2 separate regions of the Gasterosteus aculeatus genome follow, and region 2 is linked to region 1. The links are chromatin contacts, called in public Hi-C maps. All regions are on one chromosome and are shown on one strand. The core of a region is the stretch at or near the end of the contact, and the rest is flanking DNA. Distances in the headings are between cores, read along the strand shown.

What was found. Hi-C and Micro-C count contacts between places; a contact is called where the count stands out from the background.
Region 2: a Hi-C map of skeletal muscle shows a contact between it and region 1, with 7 times the contacts expected there. The contact joins the promoter of LOC120829445 here to the promoter of LOC120829789 in region 1. A contact is called at or near these places in 3 of 6 Hi-C or Micro-C datasets (liver and skeletal muscle).

The regions. Positions count from the first base shown.
Region 1 is chr2:10,015,576-10,022,522 of fGasAcu3.hap1.1, reverse strand. It overlaps LOC120829789 (chemokine-like protein TAFA-2), which reads right to left and starts at 2,832. Exons shown (of 5, transcript XM_040194230.2): 1 at 2,269-2,832.
Region 2 is chr2:10,163,821-10,170,697 of fGasAcu3.hap1.1, reverse strand. It overlaps LOC120829445 (death domain-containing protein CRADD), which reads right to left and starts at 2,647. Exons shown (of 3, transcript XM_040193545.2): 1 at 2,216-2,647; 2 at 679-1,006; 3 at 1-451. The coding sequence starts at 994. The coding sequence ends at 171.

The sequences.
Region 1 (6,947 bases), core at 1,583-4,082:
TGCTTTAAGTGGTCTGTTTGCCACTCACCCCCCTTCTGTTTGACACATGGAGTAATTCCTCTGCACAGTTCTCTGCTGTTTGTCGCACCACTGTTTTAGTTTACTTCCAAGGCAAAGTTGCTTTCCGTGTCCTTGTCATTCTCTCCATCTATCTTGAGAGCAGCTTTGACAGTATTCCCGTTACCCATAGGGCTTATTGGTAGAAGAGAGAGACATGTAAGAAGAATATTTGCTCAAAGTGCAAGTGAGAGACATACTGTAAGGAAATTGTGGATTACGGAAACAGGAATACTTGCTGTATTTTAAGGATAGCTCATGTTAGCTTTTGATCATGTTGCCATGAGGAGGCGGGATAAAATGGTCCAATTTGAACAAGTCCTGCGGACTCTGCTGATTTGCAAATCAGTGTATCCTCTACATCACGCTTCAAACACAGCTTTTGGTTTTCCAGAAGTAAACATGCACCGGGGCGTCCCTGCGGCACAGCGATTAGGACGCCCACTCTGACCTTTGTTGGATCTCTCTCCCTTATTTCCTGTCACCTTTTCACTGACACCAATGTAGATCCAGCTGTCACAGAAAACAGGCTGTGATTACTTAATGTGTATTAAATGACATGGCTCAAAAGACGATACAGGTCGCATGAATGCATGTCAATTTGTTAAAACATGAAACTCTAATATATTATGTTCACTTGAAAGTAACTTCTTCTTCTTTCCTCTGTCCTCCTCCATCTTTTCATCCATTCTCTCTTTTTCATTTAATGAAACATGTAGCAGAACAAAGTCTACAGACTAGCCCCTTTTCCACCTGACAGTAAAGGAGGTGGGGCACGAAAACATTTTAACATTTCATGAAGGAATTCATCAGCCTGTTTAAAAGTATATTTGAGAACATTTTAGGAGCTTGTGACCCCTTGTGTGTTTCCTTTAGTGCATTCTTGTATTTTCCATACATACCTCAGCACCCTATCTTGGTACCCAAAATCTGACATCCCACTGCATTGCTGCTGTCCTGTCAATCAAGTCTCACGGTTAGTTCTGCTTTTTTTGTAACTCCCTCGCTCAATTTTCTCTTATTTTCTCCCTTGCTCCATTTTCTCTTCTATGTTCCTTGCAGGGGCTCGTGAGAGTGGGAGACAGAGACAGATGGAACTGAAAGATGTCAAAAATATGGCCACACGTGGGATGACCGCCTTTATTTCAATGAAATCACCTTTTAGCCACAAACACTGGGTTTATAAACATGTCACGGTCCTTAAAAGGCCAAGAAAAGCCAAAAAGCATGATTAGGAACGACACATGCTACATGCAGGCTGTTCTCACACTGATGGTGGAGTCACCAAACAGATCTCGTTTGGAACCAGAAGGAACCGTAACCTACAAACCTAAATAATGCCATTTTAACCCAAAACACATTATTTTTTTCTCAAGCACTTGTCTTGCCTAAATAAAGGGTTTGCACATGAGTTGCAATGATTGCTCGCGTTGATTCATGTTCGGTTGGAAAGCTCACAAAAAATAATTGGATAACTTGTGTAAGAGGACAGCTATTGCTCCTAAAGACATTACCTCTAACAGGAGATCACATCCAGAGCTAAAAGAAGTCAGTGTAACAACTTACAGCCTCCACCCGGCCACCAAACTGAAGCACTGTCGCCAATAATGGTCACCTTAAGAATTACCATCTACATGAGGTGAGCCATGGGGCTGCTGCACAAGAGCCCACCACTGCGTTCAGGCTGATGAGTTACATGTTCCTGTCATGCTGTTGATTGCAGCAATATAGCTTTTCACTTGAATGGACGGGAATTCACAAAGCAGTAGTCGAAACGAGGTGAGCTCTGCGTGACACAGACCGCGCTGGACCCGGTGCCACATGCCCGTTTACGCACAGCTCGGACCAACCCTGTGTTGTGCGCGTTAGAAAGAGGGGAGGTGCAACACCTGAAAGCCACAACAATTTGTTTTGCTATAAAATCCCTATATCGATAATAAATCTCATACCATGTCAGGGTACGCTGATGGGATATTTCCTCTTTTTTTCTAAATTCTAATGCCTTTATAAAATCTCCAAATTGGAACGGATGAACGAAGTGTTCTCTATTATGTCCATCAGTTATTCGGAGACAAAAAAAACGACCAGGTTGTCATCAAACATATTAATCTCGCCTGACAGGTGTTTCACTATTTCACTTTGTCTACAGCACGCTGCAAACAATCCACAGACCAGGCAGTTGTCTGCAGGCACCACGCCGGGGACCCGTACCTGTCGGTGAGGTGTGACCGTGTTCTGTTAGCCCAGCAGGTGATCCTCTCTCCTCATAGCGGCTCCGCGATCCGAGACGGGGGAGAGGCTGGCATCCCCTCTCCGGTACCATAAAACGGTTACTCCCTCACACCGGGCCGCGCGGGTTCGACTGGAGCCGCAAAAGTTACACCATAGCCTCCGACTCCACAGCCGGGCAAGAGAGCAAACGAAGCCCGTGGCGGATACGACCCTCCTGGGTTAAAAGCAGCGGTTACTCCGGTGCAAGAAAAAAAAAAAAAAAAAAGGTCCTCCTCAAAGTTCCGCTCCTTTGCCCCGCTTCTACCCAACGGTTCAGACGGGAAACTTAGTTATTAAGACAGAGCAACATGGTAGAAACATCCAACTTAGAACGTCCTCCAACAGCCTGTTGTTGTGTTGTGTTTTTTTGCACCGCGGGACCCCTTGTTTATCCTCCTGATGTGGGAGCGACGAGAACGTAGCGGAGTGTGACTGGACGGAGGTGCGATGCTGTCCGGTCGGGGGAGTCGGGCCGACTGTCGGCGCGCTGCCGCCTGCGCGCCTGCGAGACACCGGAGCGCGGCTGCGCCTGTGAAGCGGAGCAGCGCCCCCTAGCGGCCCGAAGAGGCGACCAGCTGAGGGGAGAAGGAGCATGCGATGCATGCAGATGACACGCGTGCAAGTGATGTGAAGGAGAATATGCGTGTTGCTGTTGGAGATGTGATAATTGTCATGGATTGGCAGACAAATAGAAAAAGGCATGGGCCATTGTAGGCCCCTTCAGCAACCACAAACACACACCAGCCAGCACCAGCCGTCATGTGTCAGCAATTGCTCTCTTGGGGATGGACATTGGGAAAGCCTGAAATGTTTGTGTCACTTCAAGAAGGACAAAACCATTTGGACCCCCCCCCTCCCTCGCCTCTCTCCCTCTCGCGGCTGTGTGAAGTTCAAATTAAATTGAACTCACGTCAGCTGAGCTATGGGCCTTTCCCCGTAGACTAGACCAACAGGCGCAGAGGGGTGATCGACACCGTGCCCGGCCAAATTGACCCGTGTGTTAGTGTTTGTGTGGGTGTGTGTATGTGTGGTCTTCCACTGCTTGGAACAACCTGAGCTGTTCAAGGAAGTTTACTCACAACAAATGACTTTGTCCAGACTCTGTGACTCTGCAGTCCATTTGAGGAAGCAGCCCCGCGGGCTCTAGGGTGTAACTGTGTGTGTGACTGTGCGTGTGTGTGTGTGTTTGTGTGTGTGTAGGTGGGTGCCCCCACCAATGTGTTTTTGTGTCTTGTCTGTGTGCTTGAGAAACAAGTAATAGATATTATCTGTTTCTCTAGCAGATGAACAAGGCCACAGAAACCAGGCAGTTCAGAGTCTGTGTGTCTGTGAGGCGTGATGGAGGTGACGGTGTGCGGTTGCACACGTGGGTGATTCATAGTGAGGGCGTGATTGTGCGCGTGTGCATGTGAGAAGGCTTGGTGCCAGTCATACATCATTTCACCCAGTGAGCTAATCTGTCACTCTGACAAAGAATTCGGATTACTGAATTCCCCTCTTCGTTTTGCCTCACTCTTTCTCACACTGTTTTATTTCTCATTCTTTGATTCCTTTGTATTATCTTCTTAATATAGCAAAACATTCTCCATCTCTGTCTGTCTCTCCACTGCTCTTTCTCTCTCCGCTCTAGTGAGATGGGGGAATTACGGATAGCCACGCCTTCGGATTCGTCTTCTATGCGGCTCTGGCAGCAAAGTTCAGGATGTGGATTCCAAGATGACAAACAGAAACGCACATGCAGGCCGGATCAATGGGCTACTAACTTGTAACACCTCAAAATCAACCTCATTCCTTTGGGATCTGTGACATTTGCACAAGTCCATCCTCACCCGCGCACATGAATACGCACACGCATGCACGCACGCCAGCTGGTGAACTCCCAATCACACAGGGCGGGATTTAACATGTACCAATCAGAGTGCCTGGTGGATTTCTGTCACAGAATAAATAGTTAATTCCCACTGAGAGAAGAGCTTTACGGATCACATGACAGCCCTTGGGAGTCGTGTTTTTGCGCACATAGAGAGGCACATGCTAACACACATTCACACAGCTACGTGGGCATGTTCATAAAGCAGCTCCAAATAATCTTATCACGTTTGCTTGTTCCCTTGAATCACTGAAGGGAAATCAGCTCAACCAAACAACTGAAATGGAGAAATATGCTGGCGGACGATGAGATAATCCTTAAAGGCAGGAGAAGATGCCACCTGGCCTTTCATATAGCATCTAATGAGTTCGGACAATCTACCACGGAGCAGAGGCCACACTCAAAACCTCCCAGAGAACATGTGAAAAAAACAATATTTCATCATTTCAAAGGTTGTTCCTCTCAGCCAGCCCATCAGTGTGTAAGAAAGTCGATTTTTATAGCTACTGTAGCCAAAGGATGAGCAGTACACCATAGTATGTCAGGCATTTGAAACATTTGATTGTCACCTGAAAACGTCAGAGTAAAGATGAAGGCTTTTTTACACGGTATTATGTGTACAATTGTGCTTTTGTTTAAAAGCCTCGCCAGAGGACTCTTATTAGAAAAACCACGTGGCTCTGAGTGCTGCGTGCATCTCTTCATTTGGAATACACACCCAGAAACGCACACCTTGTGTTCCGTGTTGCATTGGCAGGCAGTAATACCGCCATTAGCATATGAAAGACGGCAGCTGGAAGGTGTAGCCGTCACCGTTGTTGTTCCTTGTTGCTCGTTGTGTTACCCATTTGGAGGGCAGCTCCTCTGTTCTCGCTGGCCCTCGGGGCTGTTTCACTCCCCCCCGTCTTTCTGTGTGTCTCCTTCTGTCTGTCGGCCTCCACCGCCCCACTCCCTCCATGTAGAATATCCCCAGAAGAAAGGGACTAAACAGGCGTTGACATACGTTGACTCCATGGAAAACTTAAAGTAGCAAAAAAGGTATCCTGAAAGTATCCACTTGCAGAGAATTCTCTGAGAAATTCATTTATAAACTCGAAAGAGATGAATAAGCAATTTCTTTTTATGTAAATTGTGCTTTTTAGACGAATTTGATCTACGGCTTTAAAAGAAAGTTGCGGCAGATCACTCATCACAGACCGTTAGTGGAGTTGAAAGACCGAGCTGCCCTCGTCAAAGAACCCTTTTCCCGAAATAGCAGCAGGGCGCACCGTAGCATTTGAACTCTATCCCATGTTCTCTGTTTCTTTCCCTGAAAGATGTAAATGTTCAAACAGACTAATTCCTTCAAAGCCTCGATGAGCACGAGAGATCAGTCTCTGCCCTCATTGCTAATTGATGGTCTTGCATCGCAGCATGAAAGCTCCATGAGTCTTGCTTGAGACTCTCATTAGCATCAACTACGCTAGAGTTAGCCGCATTAAGATTACATGACAGACGTACCAGACACACCGTATGCGGATCTGCTTTCTGCCGCGTTAAATGTCATTTACGGTACACAGGGATGAGCTGAATGATCCCAGTGCCAAAAGCATGAGGCGGGATAGCCCGCTGTTATTCAGATGGTCGAACCAATGTTGCTCTCTTCCTCACCTGCCTTTGTGACGGGTCAAGCCACAAGGTACATGCTTCCTTCCCAGCGTGCGCTTTTCCCCTGAGGAGGCCGGCGTGGTGTGTGAACTTCAGACAGGAGAGCAACATGACAGATTGACTGGCATCATTTTCCAGCTGGCATGGCAGCACCTGTAAATCCTCCAGGGGGAGCTGGGAGGATGCTGACTTTAGAAAGATACTCTGCTTGGCCTGTTGCCACGGCACCATTCACATGGAAGAGCAAACAGAGGAACGAATGTAGCTTTGTAGCTTTTGTGAGGTTAATGGATCCTCTTTTAATGCGGTAATTATTATTTCAAGCTTTAACGCCACTGTTGTCGCATCTTGACTCCAATAGGCTGTATTGAAAAACATGTTAACAAAAACACATCAAATCATTTTACACATCAAGCAGACACTTGGAAAATTCCATTTACAATATTCACTCTTTTTTTGCTCTATTTTCTGTCTTTAGCTGCTAAAGTGTCCACTGCGTTCACCTGCTGATCGCTAACTGTGCCTGATAATTGGTGCTGTGCAGCAGGTGTTTTTTTGAAAAAGCAGCCCGATGTGGCTGAGAAAGAGGTCAGTGATTGAGGAGAATGTGGATGTAAGTGCAGGCAGCGCAAAGACAGCTGAGGGGAACTGTAAATGTGGGTTCTAATTCTCTAGTCGGATTGCCATGAAGAGCCGGCCCTCTCACACATTGTTACAGTAAGAATAGTGATATGAAGCTTTCAAGGAACAGTGTGTATCATTTAGAGTCATTGGTAGAAAGATAATATAATACCCATAAATATGTTTGAATCAGTGTATGACCACTTGCCTGTTTGAAAAGTTTCATTGTCATTGATCGTTAAGCTCCGCAGCACATCTCTCTAACTAAATTTTAAATGTGCTTCCTGATATTAATGATTTCATATGACAACATTACTTTTGCTGCACTAGAAACAAGATATATTTATATTTGAAATATAAATTAAAGTTCTATATTGTTTTGTAAAGCAATTATCTAGTCATAAAGAAGATTATAGTATTGATAAAAGTTGCTCCTAGTTTTAATACAATTGTATGATAATTATTTGTGCCAGGGTTGCAA
Region 2 (6,877 bases), core at 1,398-3,897, 150 kb before region 1:
TACACAAGGAACCTTGAGCTAAAGGCCTCAGTGGTACCAAATTACACTGGGTTTATTCCATTCCAGTACAAACGTCTTCAAGTGTTGTTTTTCCTGATATGAGACCAGAGATACACACTCATTCGCAGGTAAGATATGGTTGCATTCTCAAGTACTAGAAAGTGAAGCCGTCAGTCACCCTCCAACAGTGGGGTAATGCTTTCGGGTGGCAGTCCACAGTGTTCCTGACTGAGCAGCCTGTGCAGGTGAGCAGCGGTGGCGTTCATCTTCTGGCGCGTTCTCCAGAAGAGCAGCATTTGAAACACTCTGTCGATATGTTGCGTCTGGTCTATTTCAATCTGTTCCAGCTTCAAAGCGGGGATTTCCAGAGCGAGTATGCCGATCTTCTTCCAAGAGTTGCCGATGGCACAAGCAACCTCCATCAGCTGCCTCTCCTTAACTAAGCCAGGGCCTGTGAAATGAGACGGACACACGAGGTGAAGTTCTGCATGGTGCTTTAAAGGGAATAGTTTTGAATGTAATTGGACTCACTTTTCTCGCAGATCTGTTTGGATGGAACGGTATCTTCTGAGTTAGGAAGTCGTACACCTTCCAAAGACAACACATTATTTTCAACATGGGAAACTACCTGAATCACATAACAAGATTACTGAAAGTGCTGAACACGCGTCGGCCAACCTGTAGACGGTGTGTTTATCTTCCCATCCTTAAGAAAGCGAAGCATTGGGAAGGTTTCCTGCAGTGCCGGTCCCTTCAGCAGTTCCAGCAGACCCCGTGCTTCTTCAGGACCCCTCTGGATGATGTGATCCAGCAGGTCTGTCACTTTCTCACGAGGAACAGTGCGAGCTCTCACCTGCTGGTAGCCGCTATTGGACAGCAATGAGGAAGAGTCTGCATGCTGGAGGACGAAATCGGCATCTGCACTCAGAATTTCTATCAGCCTGGCCTTCAGGCTTCGGAGTAGTTGGATTTCGGCGGCTGGTTCCCCCGCCATGGCTGAATGTCACTTAAATAGAAAAATAAATTAATGATGAATTATTTTAATGCAAGTGCAGATCAAATAGGAATTTACTGTAAAACCAAAAGCAATTGAATCTATTCAACAGAACCGTTATCTTTAGTCCTCAGTTAGGTATTTGGGTTCCCACAATGAGATCATGGTGTACTTTAAGCAATGGAACCTTAACCTCAGTGGTGTGAATGATGACAGGTCATCTTTATTGTAAAGGGGAAAAGAGTTTCTGGTAAATTTCCAGAAAGTAAAGCTCTGGAACTTATTTTGCAAAAGCATATAACAGGTGACTTAAACGTTGAAAACAAGACTATGCAAACCTTGCTCAGCTGGACCCTGAATGCAGCAAGAAACGCGAACATAAAACGTTGTGTTGTTTTCGAGCGTCTTTGTCATTACTGAGCATATTGATAACTTGGTAGACTGAAGCAAAGTTCCTTTTAATACAAAGTTTACTTGTATACAATTACTTTTTACAGCAGTGAAAGTAGGATGTATACATGTCCACACAACAGTACACCATCACCTCCCTTAACATTCAACAGCGGTTTGAAAACGGGGCGATCATAGGGAATCCGCTATTTCATTCAACGTTCATGTTTTTGTTCTACTCACGAATGGATCAAGTCAAAAAGTCATTTTAAAATTGTGTATTAGAAATGTATGCATGCATGTCTGCTCATGACAAAATGTTATCTGGTTTGTCATATATGACAAGGTAAATGCAGCTAAATTACCCCGAAACCTGCAGTTAATTCCTGTATACTCCCATGGATAGTTGCCAACTCTGAATATTACCGGAATGTTGCAACCCTAATTCTATCTATTGCATTTTGTTGCCCAATAATGTGTATGTCCCCCCCCCCTGTACATAGTACAGATGGTTTGTAAAAGTAAGTAACCCTGGTGATGACAAAGTTAAAAAATAAAAAACGTTACCGTATTTCTCATTTAAGTTAATGTATGGATAATAAAACTAATAGCGCATATACACAATTCTGAGAAAGAAAAGAAAAAATGTTTTGTATGTCAACGCAGTATTACGCAGGTAGTGAAAGTACATTACAACCCCTTAACGCGGCATTATTCCCGCGTCTGGACTTCCTGGTTTGCCGCGAGCTCCGCGCGCGAAGCTTCTTCCGACACCAGATGCGCTTCACGCTGACTCACACAAACCACATCCAGTCACATTCAGACTCTTACCACGTAGCAACAGCCGGAGTAAGGCGCTTTTTTCGGGGGCAAACAGACGGGCGGGCAACCGTTTCTCTCCGCCTGCCTGACCGCTTCAAACGCGTTCTCTTCTTTGCCTGTTTCCTTCCTTCCTGTGCATCGCTTCGCGTTAATGTCACCGTGCTTCCATCCAGCGGATGAACGAGTTCACTGCTGTTACAATCTGCAGCGGCTCCGAGGGATTAGGGACATCTGGTGGAATTGATCGCGCTTTGCAAACGCTACCGAGAAAGGCCCTCACATATCTTAATCTTATTTTAATATATTTTCAGGACAAAATTCACACAATCTTTTGATAAAGATAATGAAGATGTATGTATGTATGTATGTATGTATGTATGTATGTATGTATGTATGTATGTATGTATGTATGTATGTATGTATGTATCTATCTATCTATCTATCTATCTATCTATCTATCTATCTATCTATCTATCTATCTATCTATCTATCTATCTAATCTAATCTATTCCATCTATGTGTAATGTTGTTGATTTGGAATTAAATCACATTCCTGAGACAAAAACTCCCTTTTGCTGTTAATACCGATTTAAATTCCACTAAACTAACTGGCTTCTCTCCCTTTCAGAAATTCATGTTCATTCCAAGAAATCTGTTGTTGATCATACTCTGTTAGCAGAATGCTGTCAAATAAAATTAAAAAAACATTTGATTAATTTGTTTGAGCAGAAAAGATTCACTGAATGACAATGAAACAGATGCGTGCGTGTTTACCGGAACGTGCACGTCCACGTGAATGATGAAGGACACACAGCACATGTGGGTTTATTGTAACATTTCCTCCCAAGGCCTCTGACTGTTACCGGTCAACAATTATCAGCCACCACCGGTCACACGTGGGCTTAGCGTGTTTATTCAGCTTCAGTTCTGGGAAATGAGAAATCAATATCTTATTCCTGGACAGATATTTGCTTTGCGTGAGAGGAAAAGCCTCTGAAGCCCATTTCATCCACACACTGTATGCACTCTGAGTCACCGTGTGTATTAGTTGTCTGAATAAATTCAGTTTTCTCTCTTTTCCTATAGAGGGTGGAAAGAGTAAAGAGAAGCATCATTTGTTCTTATTGTTTATTCTCACCAGGTGACACTGTTAAAGAGGAATGCACCATCCATCCTTTATGTACTTTATAACAACTTTATTATGTGATAAATTTGCCTTATTTTCATACGTGAACTTGAGAAGATACATCATAAAGACAACACTGAAAGCTCAGGTGATCTACTGATCGAAGAAAATATACATGTATATATACTCCAAATGATGTATAATGTGCCTGTGAAATGTGCATTTAGTCATTTGACATTCAATCACCGCAGCAACAGTGGAGCATATTCTGTCCGGGATGGGAAAATGAACTCACTCTGCCACTGATCGAGTGCAATACCACTCATACCCTTGAGCTTTTCAGGCCTCGTCTCACTCTATGTCAAGTGGTAAACTCTATTTGTATGTGCATGCTGGTGCTGGATGGTATAATAGCGTGGACACTCCACAGTGCTGATGGAGTGTAGTGCTGTTTCCTCATGAGTGGCTCTGGATCTATTCTGCAGACCTCTGCACCTGGAAAATTGTACACAAAACGGGTACATAACTGAGGAGCAAGCCAGCGCAGCAGCTTATCCCTCCGTGCCTCGAGCGAGAAATTGGATTTATATGTAAAGTAACAGGAAAGGGAAATCAAACCTATTTGGTTCCACGTTTCTCTCGATAGCATCAAGCATTACTTTAACAATACACGTGTATGTGTATACAAAGAAAAAAAAAGTGCACATGAATTGAACTCCTTTCCAACATAAGAGAGACTTTTCTCCTTTGAATAAGTATCCACTCTACAAATCGCTTCAGAAGCAGCTGCTTGGTTATACTTCCTTGCCAATTAGAGATTGTCCATAACTATGTGATTTTTACAAATATACTCTCTTACGTACAGTACGTGCACGTATATTTGCTGTAATATTTGATGTGAACCCCAACTCTCCGGGTCAATGGAGCAGCAGCGCAGGGACGATATGCATTTGAGTGACTCTGACATGGCTGTTTGTTTTACATGCATTATATATGAAGGACTAGAGTGAAAGGAGGGAAGAGCATGGCAGCAGAGCAGAGAGAGACCGGCACTGCAAGGAGACAGCCACTGGGAGGGCAAAGGGAAGCAGCTATTTACAGTGGAGTGGAAATGCACTGTGGATTGCTTCAGTTTCCTGCAGTGGAAGCTACATGTTGTACTATGAAGGAAGACAAAGATAAAAAAGAGATATCAGGAAGGCTCAACTCACAGCGCCTAAGTAATTCCATTGCCGAATATATTATCCTTACTTTTTGTGCAATTAAAGTTGTAACGTATAGTACGAAGGCATGATGGCCACCGATAACCACTCAGTATGTCATGTGCATTCGCTCAAATGAAATGTATAAGACGCTGTTGCTCATTATGGCAAAGGAAACAGTTTGCAGAGGACTTATAGATTGAGCCTGCAATATAATAGGACCGCTGGTAGATATAAATAATGTTAGTGTGTGTGAGTGAATGTGCTTTTTGTTGAAAAAACAGAGTCTGACTGAAAGACACATTCTCTGCATTAAAGAGCAGAGCAGCTGCAGGTGAAAATGGATGAGTGCAGGAGAAAAGGAAGACTTTACCTGTGTGTGTGTGTGTGTGTGTGTGTTTTGGTAGATAAGCAGGAGACTGTGTGAGATCATCACAGTTGGAGTGAAAAGAGAAAAGTTGTGGGTGTGTGAGATCATCATGTTGTACCTGCTGTAATTCAATAGCGTTGCCAGTCGGCGTTGTGTCGAGACCATTTTTAGAGGATGGAGGATCAAATCTCTGCAAAAGGGGGATTCGGGATGATCACATGGAATGCAAAAGAACAAAGAGAACGTTAGAGGGGATGGAGCAGACTGACGATGATCTACTGCAGCACGAGTCAACCCCTAGAGGGAGCTCCTATCATTCCAAACCATTCTTTAGTGCTTTCAGCTGGTTCCCTCTCTCAGCTCCTCATACGTTTCATAACTTCGGCCATAAAGTTTATACCTATGGAATCTCCGTTTTTGGTCGTGAGACAACTACGTCAAAACTCAGGTTTTGTGAGCTCCAGAAAGAAATCCCACGGCAGAGTTAACCCCACCTTTGCAGGCTTTGGCTTTGATTTTGGTCTGGACTCTTCTAAACTCTGTTGCCTCTATGTGAGAACTAAGGGGACTCTGCAAAAACACGGTTTTAGGTTTTCTGAGGACATCACACCTACTCGTCACACCTACTCGCTTCAACTGAGCGCTGTTACTCCGGCTGAACATGAACGGACAGGGACATTTATGGTCCTTGTGGATTTGCACCAATGTGAACAATAATGACAACACTGGCATGCTTGAAATTTATTTAAAATATATATATATATTTTAAAAATGTCTTCCCACAGCTGTTCTTTTCTAATGAGACATTTTGGTAAACAAGTGTTACACAAGTCGATGGTGAATCCATCTTTTTTAACAGTTAAACCAAATTACAACTAATCCCTCTATAATCCCTTCTTTCTCTCGGGTTGCCCGTCAGTTTACAGCTCATTGCATCAACAACATTATCCCACACATCTATATGGTGAATGGTGGTTATGCATGCACGGCGTTAGCTAAGGCTATAGAATAGAATGAAAACGTTCACAGAACTATTCATTTGATTTGTAGATGAAATGTTCTCATAAAAAACTGTTTGGAGGCAAAGTGCAGGAAATGGTTATATGTGATAAGAGCGATTATTGAATCAACTGCTTGCATTTCCTTCAGCTTCCTCCTGTTCCATCAAGCGAATATGCCAATAATACGTTTTTATAATAATTACCATAAAATGAAAGATAACTGTCAAGTTCATTGATCTAATCAATTCAAGGAAAAGCAGATGTTCACAGGCCTAAAAATGATATCATCAAACTAGTTGTCTTTCAATCTTTCCAGTTTGTTCCACCACAATTACCTTCAAACGCTCATTTCTGTACCACTCAAAATAACCTAATTTCTCCACCAGTGCTGGAAACAGCTAATTCCAAAAAGTACTGTATGTGGGATATATTTGGTGTCTTGCTTATGCTTATTTATCCAATATAATCAAAACACTAGAAGACACGGGAAATGACTTTGAGACTCAGTTGTGTGTGTGTGTGTGTGTGTTGTTGTGAAGTGTCTGTGCATAAATCCGAAGCTTCCAGGTGGTGTCTCCGCCGCTGCGATTGTAAGTGTTTGTAACAGCCGTCATTCTCCTGCTGTGTTTTCACAGCATATTGGTGTGAATATGTGTATGTGTGCCTTGGTCTATGTGTGTGCATAATAATTGGTGACATTCGGTTATGGCAGCGATTCACATTTGAGAGTTGCATCACATCCACTCACCGCAGCAGCAAGTCTCCCAATTCACAAACAAAAAAGGTTTGCTAGAAAGCGTAAAAGCGAGAAAAAAAGAGCTTTAACATATTATTTCTAATCATTATTGTTTCCATATTTGTTTTGAATGATGATTGATTGTTGACAGTGGATTCTGATGCAGATATTTTAGGATCAAGTTGCTGATTGCTGTTATTTAGATATAAGGTACTAGTTGGCAACGACAATGAATG